Regions from separate parts of the Mus musculus genome. Here region 2 is linked to region 1. Evidence: chromatin contacts called from public Hi-C data. All regions are on one chromosome and are shown on one strand. The core of a region is the stretch at or near the end of the contact, and the rest is flanking DNA. Distances in the headings are between cores, read along the strand shown. Region 1 holds the start of Alox12e (arachidonate lipoxygenase, epidermal). Region 2 overlaps Pelp1 (proline, glutamic acid and leucine rich protein 1).

Region 1 (4,118 bases), core at 393-2,892:
CATAGCTATATTTTTAAAATTAGAATCAAATAGAATATTCTCTGACTATATAAGCAAGATGCATTTAAAAAGCCCTGCCATGATACTGATGCGAAGTAGCCAAGATAACTGTTTAAAAAATAAAAAGCCAGGCATGGTGGCACAAGCCTTTAATTCCAGCACCCAGGGGCAGAGGCAGAGGCAGAGGCAGAGGCAGAGGCAGAGGCAGAGGCAGAGGCAGAGGCAGAGGCAGAGGCAGAGGCAGAGGCAGAGGCAGAGGCAGAGGCAGAGGCAGAGGCAGAGGCAGAGGCAGATGGATCTCTCTGAGTTCAAGACCAGCCTGGTCTACAGAGTGAGTTCCAGGACAACCAGGGCTGTCTCAGCTCTCCTGGGAAGGGCGAGTGCAGGACCACAACTGGGCTCACAGAGACCTGGGGACCTGGGACTCTGCAGGGGTCCTGGAGTGAAAGGAACACAAGAAAGGGGTTGGGCCTGTCTCCAAAAACAAACAACAAGAAAGGCTGAGGGAAAACTGGTAAAGAACTAGACAAGTTGCATTTAGTGTTTGTTCTGCAAGATCCTTCAAGCACCCGCTCCACTATAAACTAATGGCAAGTCCGTGTCCTCCCCCCCCCCCCCCCCCCGTTTGTCTGAGAAAGTACATCTATACTTTTAGATTCAGGTCTCAGTCGCATGTTTTTTTGTTTTGTTTTGTTTTGTTTTGTTGTTTTTGTTTTTGTTTTTGTTTTTTTCGAGACAGGGTTTCTCTGTGAAGCCCTGGCTATCCTGGCACTCACTTTGTAGACCAGGCTGGCCTCGAACTCAGAAATCCGCCTGCCTCTGCCTCCCGAGTGCTGGGATTAAAGGCGTGCACCACGCCCGGCTCTCAGCCGCATGTTTTGACGGACTCTTCGACCACGAGGCAAGGGATCAGTTAGTTAAGTAGTTAGCTCTTAAGCAAAATCCATTGTGGATTCAGGGACTTTTGTCCACAGGAGCACAGGAGCACCTGGACAGAGGCAGGAGTGTCACAGGACAGAGAGGTATACCCCTGTACTCGCTCTGAGGAGGAAGGGGGGCCGAACTCTGGGAGATGTGGTGGGAAGACTTAGTCCTGAAGAGAGTCCTCTCTCCTGTTCCTTTCCCTGTCCCCTTCCCTGCAGTTTGTCCACAGTATGGGTGCTCAGCCTAAAGCTTTGTCTTCAAAGATCAGGTTTCAGGGAGGTCCAATGGAAACTTCCAGACTATAGGGAAATTCCAAACTCCCTCCTCGGGCTCTCCAGTTTGAACAATGAACACCTCTACTGCACCTGTCCTCAACAAAAACAACAACAAAACTCTTTGGTCCTTGCCAAGATGCTAAGCTCACTTCCACGGAAAAGCGCGCCCCACCCAAAGCCTTTCTACTGCTGTCATCACTGCCTGCTGCGCTTTTTTTTTCCACTAAAATTGGGTGGGCGTGAGACTTAGCTAGCTGATGTGCTTAGCTCAGGGCTGGGCATGAAGCCCTTGCCAAGAAAACAAGGTAGGGATGCATTTTTGGAAACTGCTGGCAAACCATCTAGAGACAGTGAAGGTGAGAATCAGATACCTGCTCCTTAGTTGGGGAGGGACCTGAGTGGGCGGGGGCAATTCAAATACACCAAACTCTGGTCTAGGTGTGACTCTCTGGAGGCAGCCTCTCAGATCCTCTTAAGAGCAGTTTCCCCCCAGGTCCCTCTAGAGGATCAGCCGAGATGGTCAAGTACAAGATCCTCGTAGCCACTGGAGACTCGGTTTTTGCGGGCTCCGCCAACCTGGTGCATCTGTGGCTGGTGGGCGAGCATGGAGAGGCGGACCTTGGGAAGCAGCTGCGGCCACTGCTGGGAAGGGTGAGTGCCGGCCACTACGTGGGGCTCTCGCGGAGAACCGGGGATCTGAGACTCTGCAGGGGTTCTGGGAACTGTGGGGAGGGGAGGAAGCCTGATCCCAGAGAACCACTGAGAAGGTGATCCGGGAGTGATAGCAGGCGCAGGTGGGCTGGCTGCGAGAAAAGGGGACAGAGAAAGGAATAGGAGAGAGGGGCTGGGCAGAAAGAGGGGGCGGGGATGAGACAACACTGGGGAGCGCTGCAGGTGCACAGAGGAGCCTGGAGCCCAGCAGAGCGCCCCGCTCCTTCCTCGACGCCACTCGGTTCAGGTCTCTTTCCTTGAGTGCTTCTTAGAAGGGCAATTGGAGCCAAAGCCAAGCTTCTCCGAGGGCTCACTGACACTGCTGCCCACACGGAGGACCCCAGACTTGCTTAGGAGCTGTGTCCTATCCCACAGAAGACAGAGCTGGAGGTCGACGTCCCCTTGCATCTAGGGCGCCTCCTGGCGGTGAAGCTGCGCAAACAGAAAGGCCTATTGGATTCTGACTGGTTCTGCAAGAGCATCACTGTGCAGGGCCCTGGGACCCAAGGAGAAGCCTTTTTCCCCTGCTACAGTTGGGTGCAGGGCAAGGAGACTATCTGCCTAACCGAGGGCACTGGTGAGGACTCTGGCGGTGCCGCTGAAGGATGCAGGAGGTCGTTGGGCTTGTTATGAAATAAATTACAGAAAAGATTAGAGATAGAGGGGAGCGGGGGAGACGAGAAAGGATGAGATGGAGGGCACAGAGCGGTGCCCTAAGAGGACACACTTTTGTGTCTGCTTCTTCCAGCCCTGAAGGTAACTGATGACACTCAGAACCTGTTTAGGAAGTATCGAGAGCAGGAGCTGGAGAACAGAAGGAATGTGTATCGGTGAGTTCAAGAAAACTGTCGATCGCCCTCTAGAGCCTCCAAACCCACTGTCTCACGTAAGGCTCCGTATCTGTTCCCCAGGTGGGGCTCCTGGAAGGAGGGATTAATCCTGCCTATAGCAGGGAGTACTGAACGGGACCTCCCCCGGAACCAGAGATTCATGAAGGATAAGGATTTAGATTTTTCCCTCTCTCTGGTCAAAGAGTGAGTACTTGGTTGAGTTTGCGCAGTTTCGCCTTAAGCTGTAAGGTGGGCTCTTTCTTGATCTTCTTGCACGGTGTTCTTTGCACAGGTTGAAGAACTTTGCTATTAAGGGGACTCTAGATTTTGTAAGTCGTGTACAAAAGCTGGAAGATTACCAGAAAGTATTCCCACATACAAAGACTGCTCTGCCTGGTCAGTGACCACAATTTCCTAAAGTCTCTTTAATCAGAATTCCAACCCAGCTATCCGAGAGAACTGGGGAGAGAGGGCAGGAGATGATGGGTTGGCTGGAGGGCACGTTTAGAGCTCACACTGTGTTCTCAACGGATGTCTTCAGAGCGGGTCCGTGGTTCCTGGAAGGAAGATGCTCTCTTTGGGTACCAGTTCCTCAACGGTGCAAACCCCATGCTCCTGAGGCGGTCCATGCGCCTTCCAGCCCGGCTGGTCCTGCCTCCAGGGATGGAAGACGTACAGACCCAGCTGGAGAAGGAGCTCAAGGTGCTGAGCTGCCTCTGTTTAGCTTATGCACCCAACCCCATCCCCATGGTTCTGACCGATTTCTTTCCCTTTCCTTGCTTCCTTCCCCCCCACCTCTCCTTGTGTGACTCCATCATCAATACCCTCCTTTATCTGCATTTAGGATTTCTTTTCTTAGATCATTTTTTAAGGTTAGCATACAAAATGGTGACAGGTTTCATCATCACTTGGAGTTTCTCAACTTTGGAGCTATGCCATGGTTGTGACCTATATAATTCTTTCTTTTAGGGTGTTCCCCTGTATAGTAATGTCCTAGTAATATCTCCTGCCTCTTACCTATTAGATGTCAGTAGTACATCTTTTGTGACAACCAAAAATATTGCCAAATGGTGGCGGGCTGTGTGAGGGGGGTGGAGCAGAATTACCTGTGGCTGAAATTTGTAACTGATGTAGTCTTAGCTCCTTCACCCTTTAACAGGGAGGAGAGCCTCAGGGAGGCTCAAGCACCAACCCGTACACCCAGGGCATCAGTTCTGGGGAGATCAGTTGCTTAGTATAAAATTGTTGGGCGGTAGAGAGAGGAGGACCCCCTTTGGCAAAGCGAATGAAAGGAGGGATCTGATCTGACCCAGCCTCTTCATCTGCGCATGCGCCCTGTTCCCACAGGCTGGATCTCTGTTCGAAGTTGATTTCTCCC
Region 2 (3,648 bases), core at 956-3,455, 74 kb before region 1:
TGCTGGGTCTCTACCCCAGAAACATACTGTTAATGGCTGTCATCACCCCATGGATGCATCATGTCTATAGGAAAGTCAAACCTCAGGTAGAAGGACTGCTATGGACACTCGGCATTGTTCCATGGCCTCTTCCTTTCTCCCCTCCTCCAGGGAAAGCTGGCTTCCTTTTTCCTGTCTCGATTGGATTCCCTGAACCCTCAGCTCCAACAGGTAAAGGGAAGGGAGAGGCACTAAGTACGGGGATCTGGTCTGAGGCATCGTTTACAGCTTATTCTTAGCTGTTAATTGCACAGCATTTGGACCCTCTTTTCAATTTCTTCCTCCTAACACACACAATTACTGGCTTTCGTACTCTTAGGGATTCTGCCTCACTGTTACTTGAACTTGTTGAGCTTTGTTTTCTGGGCCATTAGTGGGGTGGGAGACCCATGGCCAAGCTAGTCCCTCTCTGACCAGCTTTCTGCCCTTCTGCAGCTGGCCTGCGAGTGTTACTCCAGGTTGCCCTCGTTAGGTGCTGGCTTTTCCCAGGGACTGAAGCACACAGAGAACTGGGAACAGGAGCTGCACAGCCTGCTGACCTCACTGCACAGCTTACTGGGGTCCCTGTTTGAGGAAACAGAGCCTGGTAGGGAACAGGGCTGTAGTCTGGAGATGGGTTGGAGAGCGTGGCAGGAGGGAACAAGTGTGGTCCACAGAGGCCGGGCAGTGGGTTTCTGGGTGACATGGATGAGAACATAAGTGGGTAATCTAGCATAAATGAAAGAGTGGGGGCTGGAGAGGGGTTCAGTGGTGAAGGACACTGGCTGTTCTTCCAGAGGACTGGGAATTGATTCTCAGCACCCACATGGCAGCTCGTACAAAGGGAAAAGGAGGGATGGGAGAAAGGCAGAGTGTATAGGTGGTTGTATTGCTGCCCAGCTCCTGTGCAGAGTGAAGGCCCTGGAATAGAGATGCTGCTTTCCCACTCAGAAGATGGTAACACCCATGTCCTCCTCCAGCTTCGGCAGAGGTTTTCAGGCCTGGCCCGTTGCCTGGGGCTCATGCTCAGGTGTGTGGCTATTGAAGGGAACGGGCTTGGGGCTGGAAGGTGCGGTGGGTGTGTGGAGTCAGCTAGGGTGACTGCTCTGAGGGTCTCTTTGTTCTGGTTCTCTAGCTCTGAGTTTGGGGCTCCTGTGTCCGTTCCTGTGCAGGAAATCCTGGACCTCATCTGCCGGATCCTTGGTATCAGTAGCAAGAATATTGTGAGTGGATTTTGCCTTCCTTTGCATTGTAGTCTTGCTTAAGACCCTGGCCACTTGGACAATACCCAGCTGTCATCTCTGAAAGTGTCCCTGAGGCATATGCAAGTGTCGTGGACTCCCTCACACAGGGTAGAGCCACCTGTGGTCAGGGCAGACAGTGCTGGTTGGGGATGAGCCAAGGCGTCGTTAAAGGGCTCACTCATGGTCAAGCTCTCCTACAGGATGGGAGATGGGAGATGGGCTTGGGTTGAGCTGGGCCAGGGAGTTGGTTCATGTTATATAATCTGATATACCTGCTATGTTTCTGTCTTTCTTTTCCATCTTACTGTTGCTGAATTTCCTCCAGAACTTGCTTGGAGATGGTCCCCTCAGGTTGCTGCTGCTGCCTTCTCTGCACCTTGAGGCCTTGGACTTGCTCTCTGCCCTGATCCTTGCGTAAGTAAACTTGGTCATGGTGTGGAGAAGGGAACGAACATACTGGAAATGAAGGCCACCGTTCCGTCCTCTGCCCCTAGGTGTGGAAGTCGACTTTTGCGTTTTGGTGCCCTGATCAGCCGGCTGCTTCCCCAGGTTCTCAATGCCTGGAGCACTGGGAGGGATACTCTAGCTCCAGGCCAGGAGAGGCCTTACAGGTGATTGTCCACGAGGGCGGATAGAGTGGAGAGGGTGGATGAGAACATCAGGGGCCCCGGGGCTCTGGCATGTCAGCTCTCGTTCATACCCTGCTTTCCTTATTCCTTCTCCAGCACCATTCGGACCAAAGTGTATGCTATCTTAGAGCTATGGGTGCAGGTTTGTGGGGCCTCAGCAGGTATGCTTCAGGGAGGAGCCTCTGGAGAAGCCTTGCTCACCCACCTGCTCAGTGACATCTCCCCTCCAGCTGATGCTCTTAAGGTTAGTGAGACCTTGGCTCCTGTTCCCCTGGCTCCTGTGCCTATTTCCTGACTGACTGTCCTGACTTCCTGTTTGCCTGTACATGTGACTGTGTTTCCTTTTACCACAAGCTATGCAGTACCAGGGGAAGCTCTGATGGAGGTTTGCAAAGTGGGAAGCCAAGTGCTCCTAAGAAGCTCAAGCTCGATATGGGGGAAGCTTTGGCTCCACCCAGCCAAAGGAAAGGAGATAGGAATGCCAACAGTGACGTGTGCGCAGCTGCACTGAGAGGTGGGTTGGTGTGAGCTGGTCAGCCAGTCGGCAGAGTAGAGCACATAGGCGCAGAGGCAGCCGTGCAACCTTGAGAGCATTCTGCCCTGCTTTTAGTTTGGGGATCTGGTAGTTTCTTCTGATCTTCCAAGATCTCAGTTTAATTTAGTCAAGCACTTTACATATGCGCTGTGTGTGGCAGGGACAGTATGAGCACTTGTGGGTGGGAATCCAGGGATCCATGCCAGTGGGGTTCATGTGCAGGGTAGAGCAGGATGCTGGTGGGGATTCCCTGCATCTAATGCATCTGCGAATGGAGCCAGAGTTAGTGGATGCCGTGATGTTAGGTGACTCTCCTTCGGGTAGTCTTACTACCTGCTATCTCTCTCATTGTCCAAGGTGAGGCCAGTCCTCCTCAGTGTATACATGTAGTAAATTACCAGCATTATCTATCATCCCCATTTTATACTGGGGGAAGAAACTGAGGGTAAATGCCTTGCCCAGGGTAGACAGTAACAGAACTGGATGCTCCCTGCTAGGCTGTGTGCCCTTGCCTTCCTGTCTGCCTTTGACACACCATTCTCTTCTCAGGCCTCAGTCGGACCATCCTTATGTGCGGGCCTCTCATCAAGGAGGAGACTCACAGGGTTAGTTAGTAGGGACCGATCCTGATGGAGGGGAGGGGCCACTGTTCTGTGCATTGGGAGTGTTTACCCCAAAGGTGGATCCACTGAAAGCTGGGAACGAGGCACTGGCTTTGAAGGTGATGTTTCTAGACTCACACTATTTTCTTTTCAGAGACTTCATGATCTAGTCCTGCCCCTGGTCATGAGTGTCCAGCAGGGTGAGGTCCTGGGCAGCTCTCCTTACAACAGTTCCTGCTGTCGCCTCGGGCTCTACCGCCTGCTGCTGGCTTTATTGCTGGCACCTTCCCCTCGGTGCCCTCCTCCTCTTGCCTGTGCCCTGAAAGCTTTCTCTCTTGGCCAATGGGAAGATAGTCTTGAGGTAATTGCTGACTTGAGTCAGATCTGATCCTGGGTTCTCTTGTTCTGATGCTTGCTTCGTGAGACCCTGTGTTCCTGACATTCTTGCCTCTCCTTCCTTCCTTTCTCAGGTCTCCTCTTTTTGCTCAGAAGCTCTGGTGACCTGTGCTGCTCTGACACACCCCCGAGTACCTCCTCTACAGAGCTCAGGCCCTGCCTGCCCCACTCCTGCCCCCGTCCCTCCTCCTGAGGCCCCATCTTCATTCAGGGCCCCGGCCTTC

What was found. A called contact is a pair of places that touch in the nucleus more often than the background predicts.
Region 2: a contact with region 1 is called in a Hi-C map of bone marrow-derived macrophages, with 49 read pairs. The contact joins the enhancer-like site here to the promoter of Alox12e in region 1. A contact is called at or near these places in 6 of 39 promoter capture datasets (the C10 cell line, the HPC-7 cell line, HPC-7-derived erythroid cells and 3 more), 3 of 15 datasets of contacts at CTCF or cohesin (embryonic stem cells, pro-B cells and stem cell-derived epiblast-like cells), 60 of 484 Hi-C or Micro-C datasets (B cells, the Ba/F3 cell line, the C10 cell line and 27 more), 11 of 115 datasets of contacts at active chromatin or transcription factors (bone marrow-derived dendritic cells, bone marrow-derived macrophages, embryonic stem cells and 1 more) and 5 of 9 other capture datasets (adipose tissue, embryonic stem cells, liver and 2 more).

The regions. Positions count from the first base shown.
Region 1 is chr11:70,320,054-70,324,171 of GRCm38.p6, reverse strand. Alox12e (arachidonate lipoxygenase, epidermal) reads left to right here and starts at 1,642. Exons shown (of 14, transcript NM_145684.2): 1 at 1,642-1,850; 2 at 2,286-2,487; 3 at 2,659-2,740; 4 at 2,822-2,944; 5 at 3,033-3,136; 6 at 3,282-3,442; 7 at 4,088-4,118. The coding sequence starts at 1,716.
Region 2 is chr11:70,395,043-70,398,690 of GRCm38.p6, reverse strand. It overlaps Pelp1 (proline, glutamic acid and leucine rich protein 1), which reads left to right. Exons shown (of 17, transcript NM_029231.4): 6 at 151-210; 7 at 475-625; 8 at 919-1,048; 9 at 1,154-1,241; 10 at 1,588-1,676; 11 at 1,757-1,873; 12 at 1,988-2,135; 13 at 2,246-2,405; 14 at 2,976-3,031; 15 at 3,183-3,389; 16 at 3,499-3,648. Among named protein-coding and RNA genes, the nearest start is that of Pelp1, 13 kb to the left of the region's middle. Within about 2 kb of position 2,205, at least 14 of the 459 cell types and tissues checked have an H3K27ac peak or open chromatin away from gene starts, as enhancers often do. A contact at or near this core is called in bone marrow-derived macrophages, where this site is marked.